Linked DNA regions of Mus musculus: region 1 is linked to region 2. A link is a contact called in public Hi-C data. All regions are on one chromosome and are shown on one strand. The core of a region is the stretch at or near the end of the contact, and the rest is flanking DNA. Distances in the headings are between cores, read along the strand shown. Region 1 holds the start of Klf3 (Kruppel-like factor 3 (basic)). Region 2 holds the start of LOC105244755 (a long non-coding RNA gene).

Region 1 (6,575 bases), core at 1,767-4,266, 65 kb before region 2:
TTTAACAGTGGGGCAAAGGGTGTGTGTTAAAAGGTTAACTGACTTCTCAATTATGACATAACACAGGCATCTTGAGCAATCACAGTGTAGAGACATGATAGCTCCCTGGGTGGGGATACAAAGTTTAGGGGCAGGGACCATGGCCTGGTTTAGGCTACTGATCGACCAGAAAACAGCCTGAAACAGGAAAGAGCACACATATGCCACTTGGAATGTATGACGCAAACCCCAGCCTTGAAACAAAGAACAGGAAACAGCCCGGCCGGCAGTGCTGGAGAGAGAGCACAGAGAAACATTTAGCCAGCCCTCCCTGACCCTATATTCATGAGCAGCTGGAGTTTTTTAAGACAACAACAGGGGGGTGGAGGTGTTTGTTCTATGGGTGTGAATAATAACACCAGCTTTATACAAGGGGACCTGCCCTATTTACAAACAGGAGCTGGGGCATACACTAAACATCCCAAGCACACATGCGATTTTATCATCTCCAAGCTGCAGAGACCTTCCGAGTTACCTAGTGCCAGCCTCCTTCCTGATTTCTTTTGTCCCTTTCAGCCAGGTCCCAAGGGCTAACAGCCCTGACTAAATTCTACGATGGAAAATGATCAGATCTAGCCCAGATCTAGCCATCATGCATATTGAGGAAGATCTAGAGAAGGCACTGCTGTAAAAATCCAGGTTACAACTGGGTTATCCCACAGAACCAAAGCTGGACCTAGTTCAAGCTTCCTTTGGTCACAGCTAGACAGAAGACAGACTTGGCCTCTTTAGCCACTTGAAAATCTCGTTTTTTTTTTTTTTCAAATGTAGTCAAGGACATAGCTACTCACTGGTTCTCCACATAAAGCTACTGAAAGTCACCCTTTTGGGAATGTGATTTTTACTGCAATTCGTAAACTCCAGCACCAGTTTTACCAGATAATCTAACAATGACTCTTTTCCCTGAGATATTCAAAGGCAGCAGGGTCCATTTAAAGTCCCACCCACAGTAGTTTTTTCTTTACATGTTGTTAGCCAAGATGATTTAACTCAACTCAGGTTTCCATTATCAGGGACTTACGGATTGGTCTGTAGACAAAACTACAGGTTAACAAGAAAAAAAAGGGGGGGAGGGGGGAAAGGCATCGCTGTACCCATAGCAACAAGATTGCATTTTAATATAGAAACTTTGCAGCAGAGAGACAATAGCTCCCTCCACAGCTATGTAGTTTTGTATTGGGAAGGGTTTGCAACCCAAGCAGCTACTGTCACTCCTACACTTTGATACTCTCCTTAATTTCAGCCAAATGGTCACTACAGAGCACCTCCACAGGACTTGGCTAGCGGCGACGGTCTGCAGCAAACCTCAATGATGAGAAAACTGATTTTTCTCTAGGGAGTATAAATTAATCAAACATCTTCTTTCAGGTTTCTCTAAACAGCCTAAGGTAAACACGCACGTTTAAGCCACGGAATAACTCAGGGGGCTCTTTCTTCATAAACCCTAACTTACAAAATTATTAAGATGTTTGTTACATTCCTGGGATGAGGCAAGTTATCATGCAAGCAGAATTTCTTATAAAAAGTGTTCCTCAAATTTATGCATAAAGTTCTCATTTATCTTAACTGGCCCACGTTCACTCAATTTTGCTTAGTGACAAGATATCAAATCCAAATGAATTCAGAATACCAATTCATACTTCCCCCCCAACACCACTCTTGAGAATAAAGTATCTCCAACAATATTAGAGGAAAAAAAATATAAGTTCTTAGAACCAAATCTCATGACTCCGTGTAAAATAAAATCTCAATGACTCTGTGTAAAGTGTTTATTTTGAAGAATACAAGGTAAACATTATCCAGTGTCCATTTAACCTGAATTATTCAAAGGCTCATTCATATTCAATTAGTATTATTGTAAAATACTACTATTGTAAGTACTGCAGTAAAAATTTACAGAAGTGTTTCTGTTATCCGCCAAAGACATGGATATGACAATTCCAACTCTTATTTGCCACCTCCAAGCTATCCAAAGGTTCTGGTCCACACCACTGTCCTGTGGTCCCTACAGGGCTCCGGTTCCCTAACACCGAAGGCGCTCTGCACTGCTAGCCACGCTGCAATCCTTTGCTTCAGGCACTGCGGCAGGTTCTCTCCAAGTCCCCAAAGGCAGTCTCTCCAAACCTCGGTGGTTCTTTTCCTCCCCCCTGCCTTCCCCCACAAGCCAAATGACCCAGCAGTTAGCGCGCTCCGGGTACGGAAAAGGGGATGCTTCTTCAGTCCCAATCGCCCCCAAGTTTCTCGCCAGGGGCGCTGGAGGCTGGGCTCCAAGTTTGCTGGGCGGCAGCTGGGGGGCGCGGGCGGGGGGCGGGAGCCCCGAGTCCAGGCGGGAGGGGGAGGAGCAGGCGCGCGGCCTCGCCGCTACCTGGCTCCTTCCAACGCGGCCGCTCGCGGGGTGCGCCGGGGGCTCCGATGGGAACCGAGCGCGGGGGACCCGGGACCACACAGGTGAGCCCCGCCCGCGGGCTCCCAATCCACCGAGTTCCCCTATCCCACGATCCCGCCCGCCATCCCCTCCCCCTCGCTCCTCCACCCCAGCTCCGAAGCACTTTCCCAAGCCCGAAGGAGCCCTCGCTGCACCCCGAACCCGTTCTCCGCGTCCTGCTTTCTCCGAAGGGAAAAAAAAAAGGAGAGAAAGAGAGAGAAGCAAGCAGATGCGGCGCAAAGCGGGGCGCAGGACGGCAAGGTGAGGGCGCGGGGACTTACTCTGCCAAGCGCGGTGCCGAGCGCAGCGGCCAAGAAACCCAGGCCCGGCTCCCCGGCGCCCGGAACCCCGCGGGCCGGCAGGTCAAGCGCTTCGGGCCGGACGGCGTCCGGGATAGGGACCGCGACCGCACGGACGCGCGGGTGGGGTTGGCTCGGGTGGCGCTCGCACTGCGCTCCGGCCGCGGCTCCGCGCGGCTCGGCTCCCCGCTCCCCTCTGGCTCCTTGGCACCAACTCTGGGCAGTCACATGACGCCGGCGCCGCTCGCTCTGCGAGCCTCCCCGGGGCTGGCGGGGTAAGTAGAGGCTGGGAGCCGGGGTGGGAGGGTCAGGGAGGGGCAGCGGGAGCCGCCACAGCCGCCCGGGCTGGGAGGGGTCCCCACCCACTTGGGTGGAGGCAGCCGCCGGAGGGGTCGGCGAGTCACTGGCAAACACGCACCCCGCCCTGCCCTTCCCCGCCCCCGCCTCCCGCGCCGCCCCCGCCCGCGCCCCGCCCAGTCACCCGGGGCCAGCCTGACAGACACTCATTATTCCCCGGAGCCGGGCGCCGCCCCGCCGGCTCGACCTGTCCCGGGAGGCGCGGCGCGGCCTCGGGGCTGGGCGTGAGCGGCCCCCGCCCGGCTCTCCACCCTGGGCCTCCACCCCGCCTGAGCGCTCCGCCCGGCGCCCTGAGCCCGCGGCCCCGCCCTAGCTGTCCTGGCCTCCTCGCTGCGGCCCGAGCCCCGGGGGGAAGGAAGGGCGGCGTTGGCCCGCTCCGGGCGTCACACGCTCTACGGCCCCTAGCGCCGCTTCCAAAACACACAGCCCGGGTTCGCAGGCGAGCCGAGGAGTGGGGGAGCGAGGCCGTCAATCACTCGCTCCCGCGGGAAGGGCCGCCCCTCCCGGGCAGAGGGCGGTGGAGCGGGTGTTGCGGCCCAGGATGCCCTGTCCCTACGTCGGGGAGCGCGGTGCTCCAGGAGCGATCGCTGCCTTGTGCACAGGGGTCGCGCTGCAGCCTGCGCGCTGGCGCTGTTCGGAGACTTCGGGTCGCCCCTGTTCTTTCGCCTACCCTGCAGGGGCCGCTTCCAGCCTGGAGGGACTTTTCTTGGAAAGGTGGAGACCCCCGGAGGAGTGCGACTCCCCAAGGGCCCGATGCTCTGGAGCGAAAAGGCGTTCGCTGGTCAGCCTTGCTGCCAGAAAATTTAGCAAACTTCGGGCAGATCCTCCCACCTGGGGCGAGAGCTCTGGCTGGCCTGGGGCTCAGCCCCGGGACCTTTCCTTTCACACTTTAAGAGCCTCAAGGCACTTTTTCCGTGGAAACCAGGCCAGCGCGAGGACAACTTCGCTGAGCTTGGTGCTAGGCTAGAGTCGGAGGCTTTTGAGTTTCCTTTTAAAACAGTATTAATGTAATAAGGAACGCAATAAAAAGAACAAAGGACAAATTGGTTCAATTGTTTTAGTTCTGTGTAATGTTTTAAAACAACCCGGCTTCAGTCTATGGCTTGTTATTACTTCAAGATGTTTTAAAGGCCCTGTAAGTTCACCATTCTCACTTCACTTTGATGCTTCAGCCAGGCATGGTACTACTTAAAACGTAGTGATACATAGATTCCCCACTCCTTGTTGTAACTACAAGGTACAATTAAACTAGAACCCAGTAACCTCCAACACTGAAATTGTCTGTCCTGAGGAGACCCAGAACCCACTAGTTCACATTCCAGTATAATGTCCTGTTTAAAATGTAAGTGGTGAGGGTCTTGGGTGGTTTATTTCCAAATAAAATAGTCAAAGAAAAAGTTGGGTTTTTGTTTGTGTGTGTGATTTGTAAATTGCTGCTCCTAGGTGACCAATCATTAGCAATATATTTGAATGGCTAGGATTTAAATGAGAGATAGAAAGAAAAAAAAAGATAAAGTAGATCAGATGGCTTGAAAAGTGGCCCAAGATAAGAAGGGTGGGGATGGGGGTGGGGGTTAACACCTTAGTGAGCACTGATTTGGGTGCCTCTAGGGAAAAAGATCTAATCAAAGCCTGAGTGCTTGTAGTGCTGAGTAGCTCAGCAAGAGACACAGAAACTCTTCCAGGTGGGCAAGTCGGAACTGCCTGAAGTCATCCCTGACCCTTGCCCCTCCCTAGCAGATCGCCAAACTGTCTCCCATCATTACTTACTCCTTGGCCACTACCCTGGTACACCCTGTTGCAACAGTGTCTCCCATTTGTAGCATGATTAAAGGTGTGGGAAGAGAGTGGAAGCAATGGAGTAAGAATGTCCTTTCTAAATAAAGTACAGATCTAAATGTGTCAGTTTCTTGGGTGACTCAGTTTGGGTTCGACCTTTCTATCTGTACCGAAGGGTATCTGTCTTAGTTACTTTTCTATTGCTCTGCTGAATGCCATGATCAAGCTACCTTCGAGAAGGAAGGGTTCATTTGGGGTTTGTGGTTTCATCCTCATCACCATCACCGTGGGAAAGTGTGGCCCCAGGTAGGTATGGCAGCAGGACCTGCTGAGAGCTTACATTCTGAACTGGAGAAGCATAGCACTAACTGGGGATGGGGTGGGGTGGCCTTTTGATATCTCAAGCCACTCCCCAGCAACCCCCTTCCTCCAGCAAGGCATCTCCCAAACCTCCGGAAACAGGGCTACCAACAGGAAACCAAGTATTCAGGTGCCCAAGAAGATCTCATTCAGACCAGCACGTTCTGCTCACTGGCATCTCTAGTCTGACCATACAGTAATGCAAAACACATTTAGTCCAGCTTCAAACGTCCTCATAGTCTTTCAGTCCCAACCCTGATTTCTAAGTCCAAAGTCTCTTCCAAGGCTCAAGACAATCTCTTAGTTATAACTTTCTATAAAATTTAAAAGCAAGTGACATGCTTCTAATGTACAGTGGCACAGAATATACACAACCATTTCAAAAGGGAGGGATGGAGGTATAGAGAGCAAATACTGGAGCAAAGCAACTCTGAACCGCAGCAGGGAAAAACTCCAAAGTTCTCTATCTCTTTGTCTGATGCCAAATGTCTCTAACATTCCAGCTCTGCTGCCGGTAACACACTCGTCTCTCTTGGGTCCATTCCACGCCTTATGGGCAGCTCTCCTTGGTAGATATCTCACTGATATGGCATCTCTAACAGCTTGGGCCTCACTTCCACAGCTTCACACAAGTAACTTTCGTGTCCCCGGAGAAGAGATTTCTCTGCCAAAGACCTGGCCTCGGTGGCACTCTGAAACCGTGGAGACTGGACAGTCCCTTTATTTATATAGCCTTCATGACTAAAGTCAGTATCGCATGGACGACACTGCCCAGTTTGGCTGCCAGTTTGGGATGGACCCTGTTCCCCTTGAATGCATTTGCTGTAGCTTTTGTGTTTGTTCCTTCCTAGGAGAAGATAATTCTTTGGAAGCTTAGCTGGGTGGGGTCTTGCCCTTGGAGCGCTCTCACCTTTCTTCCAATGCAGCTCAGACCCATCCTTTGTCTCCTTATCTCTTTCTTCACTAGGCTTGTCAGCAGCACTAAGGCTCACAGTGCTCTTTTTCCTCTTCAAACTGTCCGTCCTGTATTTCTTCGTATGCTACTTGCTCTTTTTACTGTAGACCTATATAACCATGCAACAGTCATTATTAGGCTGTCTTGAAATGTCCTCCAAAGGAATCAGGTCACCAATTTTGAACTTCACCTCAGGCAAATTCTTAGGACAAAGGCAGAGGCAGATACCACTTTTGCTAAAGTTTCACAAGAGCTGCCCAGTTGCTGTTAAAGTCCTTGCTTCCTCTGAAGCCTTTTGAGCTGCTCCTCCAAAGTTCCCAAGGCTATCAGCACTGTCTTCCAAGGCCATCCCACTAAATCC
Region 2 (7,104 bases), core at 3,701-6,200:
GTGTTCCCCCACCCAGCCACCCACTCCTGCCTCCCCGCCTCACATTCCCCTACACTGGGGCATCAAGTCTTCACAGGACCAAGAGCCTCTTCTCCCATTGAAGCCTGACAATGTCATCCTCTGCAACATATGTGACTGGAGCTATGGGTCCCTCCATGTGCACTCTTTTCAGCCTGCTTTCTTATAGTGCCCAAGACCACCATCCCAGGGTTGTACTGACTAAAGTGAGCTGGGCATATCAGTCATCCATCAAGAAATTGCACCATGGGCTTGCCCATAAGCTAATTTAGTAGGGGCATTTTCTCAGTTGAGATTCCCTCTTCCCAAATGACTTCACCTTGTGTCAAGATGACACAATTAGCCAGCACAGAAGACCTTCTACATTCCTCCTAAAAAACACGTGGTTGGGTCATCACAGCAATAACCTACCCTCTGTTACCAACTTCTGTATTAGTTATTTTCTGTTGCTGTGGCAAAAAATACACTGTCATCAAATCAGCTTACGGAAGAAAAGGTTATTTGGTATACTTCTCTTCCAGAGGTTTAGCGTCCATGGTAGCTGAGCATAGGGCACAGGGTCAGGGGCAGGAAGCTGAGGCCTCACATCTTGAGCCACAAGCATAAAGCTGAGAGAGAAAATATGAGATGGCGTAAGTCTTTAAATTCTCAAAGCTTACCTTCACTGTCATACCTCCTCCAACAGGGCTGTTTCCTAAATCTCTCAATCAATTGGAAACCAAGTATTCAAATGTCTGAGACTATGGGGGACATTTCTCACTGAAACCATTATGGCTACCCAGGCTGCCTTGAACTCCCTGTAGCCCAGGCAGCCATTGATCTTCCAAGTAGTAGGGATTATGGGTATGTACCTCCAGGTTTGTCTGGCCTCACCTCACTTTGACAAGGTTCCAGTCAATACCCAGTGGTACATTGTATTCTTTGTGATAATAATATAGTTTGTGAATATATGGGGAGGGCTCTCTGAATGTGGCAAAAAAGAATCCTATAAATAAGGGCTTAGATCTTGTCTCTGCCTTTTGCTAGTTGTGTAATCTTGGGAGCATTATATAGCCACTCTGAGCTTGGGTCTATCTCTGTAAAATAGAAATATTAATACTCTATTCACAGTGCTGCTATGAGGGTTACAGGTGTCTGTAAGAGATCCCAGGAGGGCCTATATGGCTTGTAATGGCTTAAGGATTTATTAATTCATTTCTCATCTTCCTTCATTTATCCCACCAGTACAAGTCAATCTTGGAGATTAAAATAGATAAAAACTGATGTGACTTCAGATGGTGTTGTTTCAGCATTAGAGTATTTCTGGGCACTCCATGTGTTATGTGTCCTTTTCACATACACATTTCTGAAAATATTCCTTAACCCAAATAAACCTGTTTTTATTTTGATGATCACGTGACTGACTCAGATCTATTTGGAGAACTCAATTATTATATGCAGAAGAAAGTTGTCTTAGTTAGGGTTTCTATTGCTGCAATGAAACCCTGTAACCAAAAAGCAACTAGGGTGTGGGGGAAGGGTTGATCCAGCTTACACTTCCATATTGCTGTCTATCACCAAAGGAAGTCAAGACAAGAACTCAAACAGGGCAGGAACCTGGAGGCAGGGGCTGATGCAGAGGCCATGGAGGTATGTTGCTTACTGGCTTGTTCCCTATGGCTTGCCCAGCCTGCTTTCTTATAGAGCCAGGACCATCAGCCCAGGAGTGGAACCACCCACAATGGACTGGGCCCTCTCCTGTCGATCACTAACTAAAAAAATGTACCACAGCCAGATCTTATGGAGCCATTGTCTCAATCAACTTTTTCTCCTTTCAGATAACTGTGGTTTGTGTGTGTGCTGACATTAGACTAGCCGGCACAAATGTCACTTCTGGAAAGCCAGCTCTATCTAGAAGTGTTCTCCTTAAGAAGAAAGTAACATGCGTTCAGCATTTTAATCAACTCCTGAAGAAAACAGCCACAACTCTGTTTTCCTACCTGAAGGCTCCTGTAAAGCTTGGACTTCAACTTTAAACCGTGTTCCTTCAGCTGAGATTTGATGTGTCCTTGGCATGTGCCCACCCCAGAACTTCTCACGGGTGAGCAGCACTGTGGTACCTCCAGGCCTTGCAGGTAAGGATGCTGGCAGTGTTCATCGAGATGCAGGAGGGGGCCTTGGGATGCTGCAGTTTCTTCTGTAGCTCTTTAAAAGTGTCTCTTCCCCCCAGTGCTGGCAATTCACCCTTTCTCTGAGGGCTCTAAGAGCCATGGGAAGCCTGGGGCCTGTCATTTGCATTTTAGTTGGAAAGAAGCAGAATTCTCTTTTCCTCCTTTTCTGGTGCCATGACAAACAAAAGGATATGAGGCGGATTTTTTCCCCCACTTTGGAAAAACACACAAATGCCAATTCCAGAAGCAGAGTTTCCCTCATTTTCACTTGTAGTCATTTTTGTGCAGTGTCCCCCACTTTAACAGAGAATTATTTAATCAGATGGAGGATGGTGCTTGTCTGTGGCATGAAAAATATACTTTTTTTTCCCTCCCCTTCGGCTTTCCTCAGGCATTCAGCTCCTGTACCCTTACAACAGCCGGTAAAATTGCTTGGTTGGGCCAGCAAGATGGCTCAGTGTGTAAAGGTGGTTGTGGCAGAAGTTTTACTACCAGAGTTCAATCCTGGGGACCCACACAGTAGAAGGAGAAAACCATGTTCACAAGTTGTTCTCTGATCATACATCCACCATGCCCCCAAAGACACTTGGCCTGGACAAAAACTAAAATGTAATAAAAACTTTTTAAAAATTTAGTGTTCAGGGCCTAGACTGTGGTCTGTGTGATGCAGGCCTCTGGAAGTAGCCTTCTCAATCTTGGCTTCTGGGGTTCTGCCCCCTGCACAGTACACACACTCCAGGTGACTGTGGTTCCTGAAGGAAAGTTATTTGATGAAGACATGCCGGCATATACCTGCAATCGCATCAGTCTGGGGGCAGGGAAAGGAAGACTGTTGCGAGTTTGAGGCTAGCCTGGTCTACAAAGCAAGACTCTGTCTTAAAAAGAAAGAAAGAAAGAAAGAAAAGAGAGAGGGAGAGAGAGAGAGAGTGAGAGAGAGAGAGAGAAGGAAGGAAGGAAGGAAAGGAAGGAAGGAAGGAAGGAAGGAAGGAAGGAAGGAAGGAAGGAAGGAAGGAAAGGAAGGAAGGAAGGAAGGAAGAAAGGAAGAAAGGAAGGAAGGAAGGAAGGAAGGAAGAAAGGAAGAAAGGAAGAAAGGAAGAAAGGAAGAAAGGAAGGAAGGAAGGAAGGAAGGAAGGAAGGAAGAAAGAAAGAAAGAAAGAAAGAAAGAAAGAAAGAAAGAAAGAAAGAAAGAAAGAAAGAAAGAAAGAAAGATTCGGCTGTTATGAGCACTGGCTGCTCTTCCAGAGGACCGGGTTAAGCTCTTAGCACCTATACAGAGTCTGACAATTCCAGTTCCAAGGGACCTAGTGCCCTTGTCTTTACAGAGCTGTGTGGAAAGTTGTATTCAGGAGAGAGTCTCAGCTAGATGGGCAGACTGTACTACTGGCGGCCAGAGGTGCGTTTCCTTCGTGTCTTATATTTGTTCTCTGACTCTTACCCAGGAAAGCCGGAGCCTCCCAGGCTAGTATACTGCTGAGTCTGCAGAAAGGCCTCATTATCAAGAAATCAACAGCATACTTAGCCCTGCAGCCCAGGGCAGACCTGGGCCCGGGGGTGGGGGTGGGGGTGGGGGTGGGGGTGGGGGTGACAGGACTGTTTCTTGCAGGCTTAAAGAGGACAAGCCAGGAGTGGCCGGAAGAAGAAAGGTGACTCCCAGGGCCTGGGCCAGAGAAGGGTTTTGGACAGGAAAGAGGCCTCATAACACAGCACACTTGACAGGAATTGTTTAAGGCTTTAAACCTTTGCCAAGTAACGCGAGACAGGCCCTATAAGTATTTTAGCTATATATAGGGTGTAACCTGAAAGTGCCTCCCTCTGCAGAGGCTTTTGAACTGACAGTGCCTCCCTCCTGGGAGGACAGAGTGGGGGGAAGGGGTCCTGCTAGAGACACACAAAAGTAGGGGAGCACTGCCTTTGAAGAATTTCCTCCCTTTTCATGCCTGGGGTGTAACCAGAGACCAGTGTCAACAAAGAATCCCGCTTGGGAAAGCTTTTGTGCTCTGCTCTCTTTCGGGGGGCGTGACTCGGTTTTTCAGAGGTCAATGAATTGTAAATTGTATAAGTTTATGTTCTCCTGGACTCCGGTGGGGGTGGGGGTGGGCTTCTGAGGGTGTGTGAGTGGAAGAGGGGTGGGTGGTGTCACTCCAACATCCTGGAAACTTGCTGTATGGTAAGACCAGATCTGGCCGCAAGAAATCCTCCCACTTGGAAGAGAGCAGGAAGCGTATGTGGGTTTGGATGCTCACATCTGAATTTGCTCTAGCAAATAAATCCATAGTAAAACTTGAAAATAAGGTACCATAGCACGTGCAGAGATGGTGATAGTAATACAGTCAGTTATTTGGTTGGTCTGATTGCTTTCCTGCACTTAGGACTACTTGTGTGCCTCCCAGTAGCACCTACTCTGTGCTGTGCTCTCATAGGTTGGGGCTAGTTGTTAATCACTTTGTGTGTGTGTGTGTGTGTGTGTGTGTGTGCGTGCATTGATATCTCCATTGTTCTTCTCCTTATTCACTGAGGGTCTCACAGTTGAACCCAGAGCTCGCTGAAACGGCTAGTCTAGTTAGCAAGCTTGCCCCGAAGTTCCTTTCTCCCCTTTCCAAACGCTAAGATCATACTTAGGCAGGCCCCCATGCCCATCTGCATTGACCTGGGTTCTGAGGAGCTGAAACCCAGTTTTCCAGCTTTGCACACACAGCAAACACTTTGTTCATGAGCCACGTCCCTGCCTGCTCCGTGACTCGTTTTGATCGATATTTCTTATCCCTCCAAACTCCTACAACCCTCTGGCTCTACAAAAACACATTAGTGCTTGATGGGTGCTTGTCCCATTCCAGACCCTGTACTGAGTAGTGGACAGAGTGAATGGGCTTTCACTTTCTCAGAATGTGTAATCTGTGTTGGAGGAAAGCAGACACTGAAACGAGCAAGTGATGTAATGTATCGGCAGTTGATGCATAATAAAAAGAAACATTAGGGACACCCAGGAGGCAGCTGGTGGCGTCTCTCAGGAAAACGGGGCTCCAGGGGGAGCATGTCTTGCTTCCCACTGAAGGCTGCTCTAGACAAGGTGGGTGGGGTGAAGGGACAGGGGCGGGAAATATAGTTGATGGGAACCCATTGCTGCAGACCTGGGGGCCTTGTGGGTCACTGCAAAGTCTGAATTTCCTTGTGGGTGAGGTGGGAAGCCTCTAGAATGTCTTTAGAAGTGAGACAAACATTCTGGCCACTGCTTTAAAAATAAATCCTAAGGGCAAAGGTGGGAGCCGAGAAACACGATCCGGTGATCTGCGCAAGAGGGGATGGTGGCTTGCTGTAAGGATTTTCCAGACTTGAAGTCTCTGGGAGGGCCGGAGGGCTGGCAAGATTTCCTGCTGAGTGGAATTCTAGGCTGGAAAGAGGCAAAGGTACGCAGCCTTCTTCCCCTGGGCCCTCTGAGCAGAGCAGGGTGGGGACTGACCCCTACAAGTTGGTCTGGGGTGGTATCCTTTTTTTGTTTTTTGTTTTTCCTCGTGGTCACTGGCAGCAAGCCAGTTTCACCCAGATCTGGAGAAGAAAATGAGAGCAACATTTGGGCTAACATGGTTAACTCATGCACTGTTCTGGGTGAAGAGAAGCCAATTTGTGTGGCCCAGGCTCTGGGCTTCTTCCTGCAAGGCTCAGGAGGAATTTGGAGGCATCACAGGGAGATCAGGCCAGAGAGAACTGTGGGGAGGAGTCCCGGCTTCTGCAAGCAGAAGCATGTCATTTCTTCTTCCGTCTGTGCATCACTTCAACATTTATTGAGTGTTTTTGTGCTCGTCTACTATGCTAGGTGCTGTGCTCAAAGATGAATAAAGTCCTGTTTGGTAGAAATTTATATCATAGGTCAAGTGATAGATATATAGGATAGACAGAATGTTCTGGTAGTCAAGATTTAAACCCACCCTCCCCACTGTGTATGTGTGTGTGTGTGTGTGTGTGTGTGTGCTGGGGAGGGGGCTTGAATATGCCAGGTATGCAGATGGAGATCAAAGGACTGTCTTTGGGAGACCAGTGTCTCCTTCCACCTGGAAGATGGCCCCAGCTCCACTGGAGACAGAGTTGATTATTCTACATCCAGATCTGCAGGCAACAGAGAGAGCAGAGAGGAGAGGGAGAGAGAGAGAGAGAGAGAGAGAGAGAGAGAGAGAGAGAGAGAGAGAGAGAGAGAGAGAGAGAGAGAGAGAGAGAGAGAGAGAGAGCTGCTAGGTCTGGCTTGGGCCCCTAAACCTTAAAGCACCTCTTCCCCCAAGTACTTCCTCCAACAAGCCTACACCTAATTCAACATGGCAGCACCTCCTAAGCTTTTCAAATACTGCTGACTAGGCATTCAGATATGTGAGCCAATTGGGGGGGGGGGGCACATGTTTTTATCCAAACCATCACACTGATATTCAACCTTGCTGGCCCACCAGCTTCAGGGTAGTTCTGTCCTAATTTACTCCTATAAAAATCTGACCCACTGTACCAATGTTTAAACTACAGTGGCCTCATGGTGTCTAGATTCTGGGCATGGCACTTGGGTCATCAGGTGTCCATGTTTTTATCTGCTGATCTATCTTTGGGGCCCAATATCTGTATTTTCTTGGTTTTTACTCATATGGTCTTGGTTTCTCCTTCTCCTTTTCCTTCCCTCCTCCTCCTCCTCTTCCTCCTCCCCCTCTTCCTCCTCCTCCTCTTCCTCTTCCTCCTCTTCCTCCTCCTCCTCTTCCTCCTCCTTTTCCTTTCTCCTCAACATATTTATTTGGTTCTGATCTATACAGTGAGGCAAATTTAAATAGTTTGAGAGGATACCTTAGTAGCCAAGTACTTTGCACAAAAGTATAAGGTCCAGGGTTTGGGTTCTACTACTGACAAAAGTTATGTATTAAATTAGAGATCTGGAATGATGTTATCTATCAGAGTGTATTTATTCTTG

Evidence for each region. Hi-C and Micro-C count contacts between places; a contact is called where the count stands out from the background.
Region 1: a contact with region 2 is called in a Hi-C map of nephron progenitors, with 2.5 times the contacts expected there. The contact joins the promoter of Klf3 here to the enhancer-like site in region 2. A contact is called at or near these places in 14 of 39 promoter capture datasets (the 3T3-L1 cell line, 3T3-L1-derived adipocytes, cranial neural crest and 8 more), 32 of 484 Hi-C or Micro-C datasets (DN3 thymocytes, the N1E-115 cell line, Sertoli cells and 11 more), 17 of 115 datasets of contacts at active chromatin or transcription factors (CD8 T cells, the SCID.adh cell line, acute myeloid leukemia and 9 more) and 5 of 9 other capture datasets (adipose tissue, embryonic stem cells, embryonic tail and 2 more).

The regions. Positions count from the first base shown.
Region 1 is chr5:64,799,962-64,806,536 of GRCm38.p6, reverse strand. It overlaps Klf3 (Kruppel-like factor 3 (basic)), which reads right to left and starts at 3,016. Exons shown (of 6, transcript NM_008453.6): 1 at 2,746-3,016. Gm38457 reads left to right here. Exons shown (of 2, transcript XM_006504241.4): 1 at 1-2,487; 2 at 2,578-4,167. The coding sequence starts at 2,248. The coding sequence ends at 3,042.
Region 2 is chr5:64,736,602-64,743,705 of GRCm38.p6, reverse strand. It overlaps LOC105244755 (a long non-coding RNA gene), which reads left to right and starts at 1,769. Exons shown (of 4, transcript XR_868443.3): 1 at 1,769-2,132. Within about 2 kb of position 4,950, at least 28 of the 459 cell types and tissues checked have an H3K27ac peak or open chromatin away from gene starts, as enhancers often do. A contact at or near this core is called in the N1E-115 cell line, the SCID.adh cell line, adipose tissue and 3 more, where this site is marked.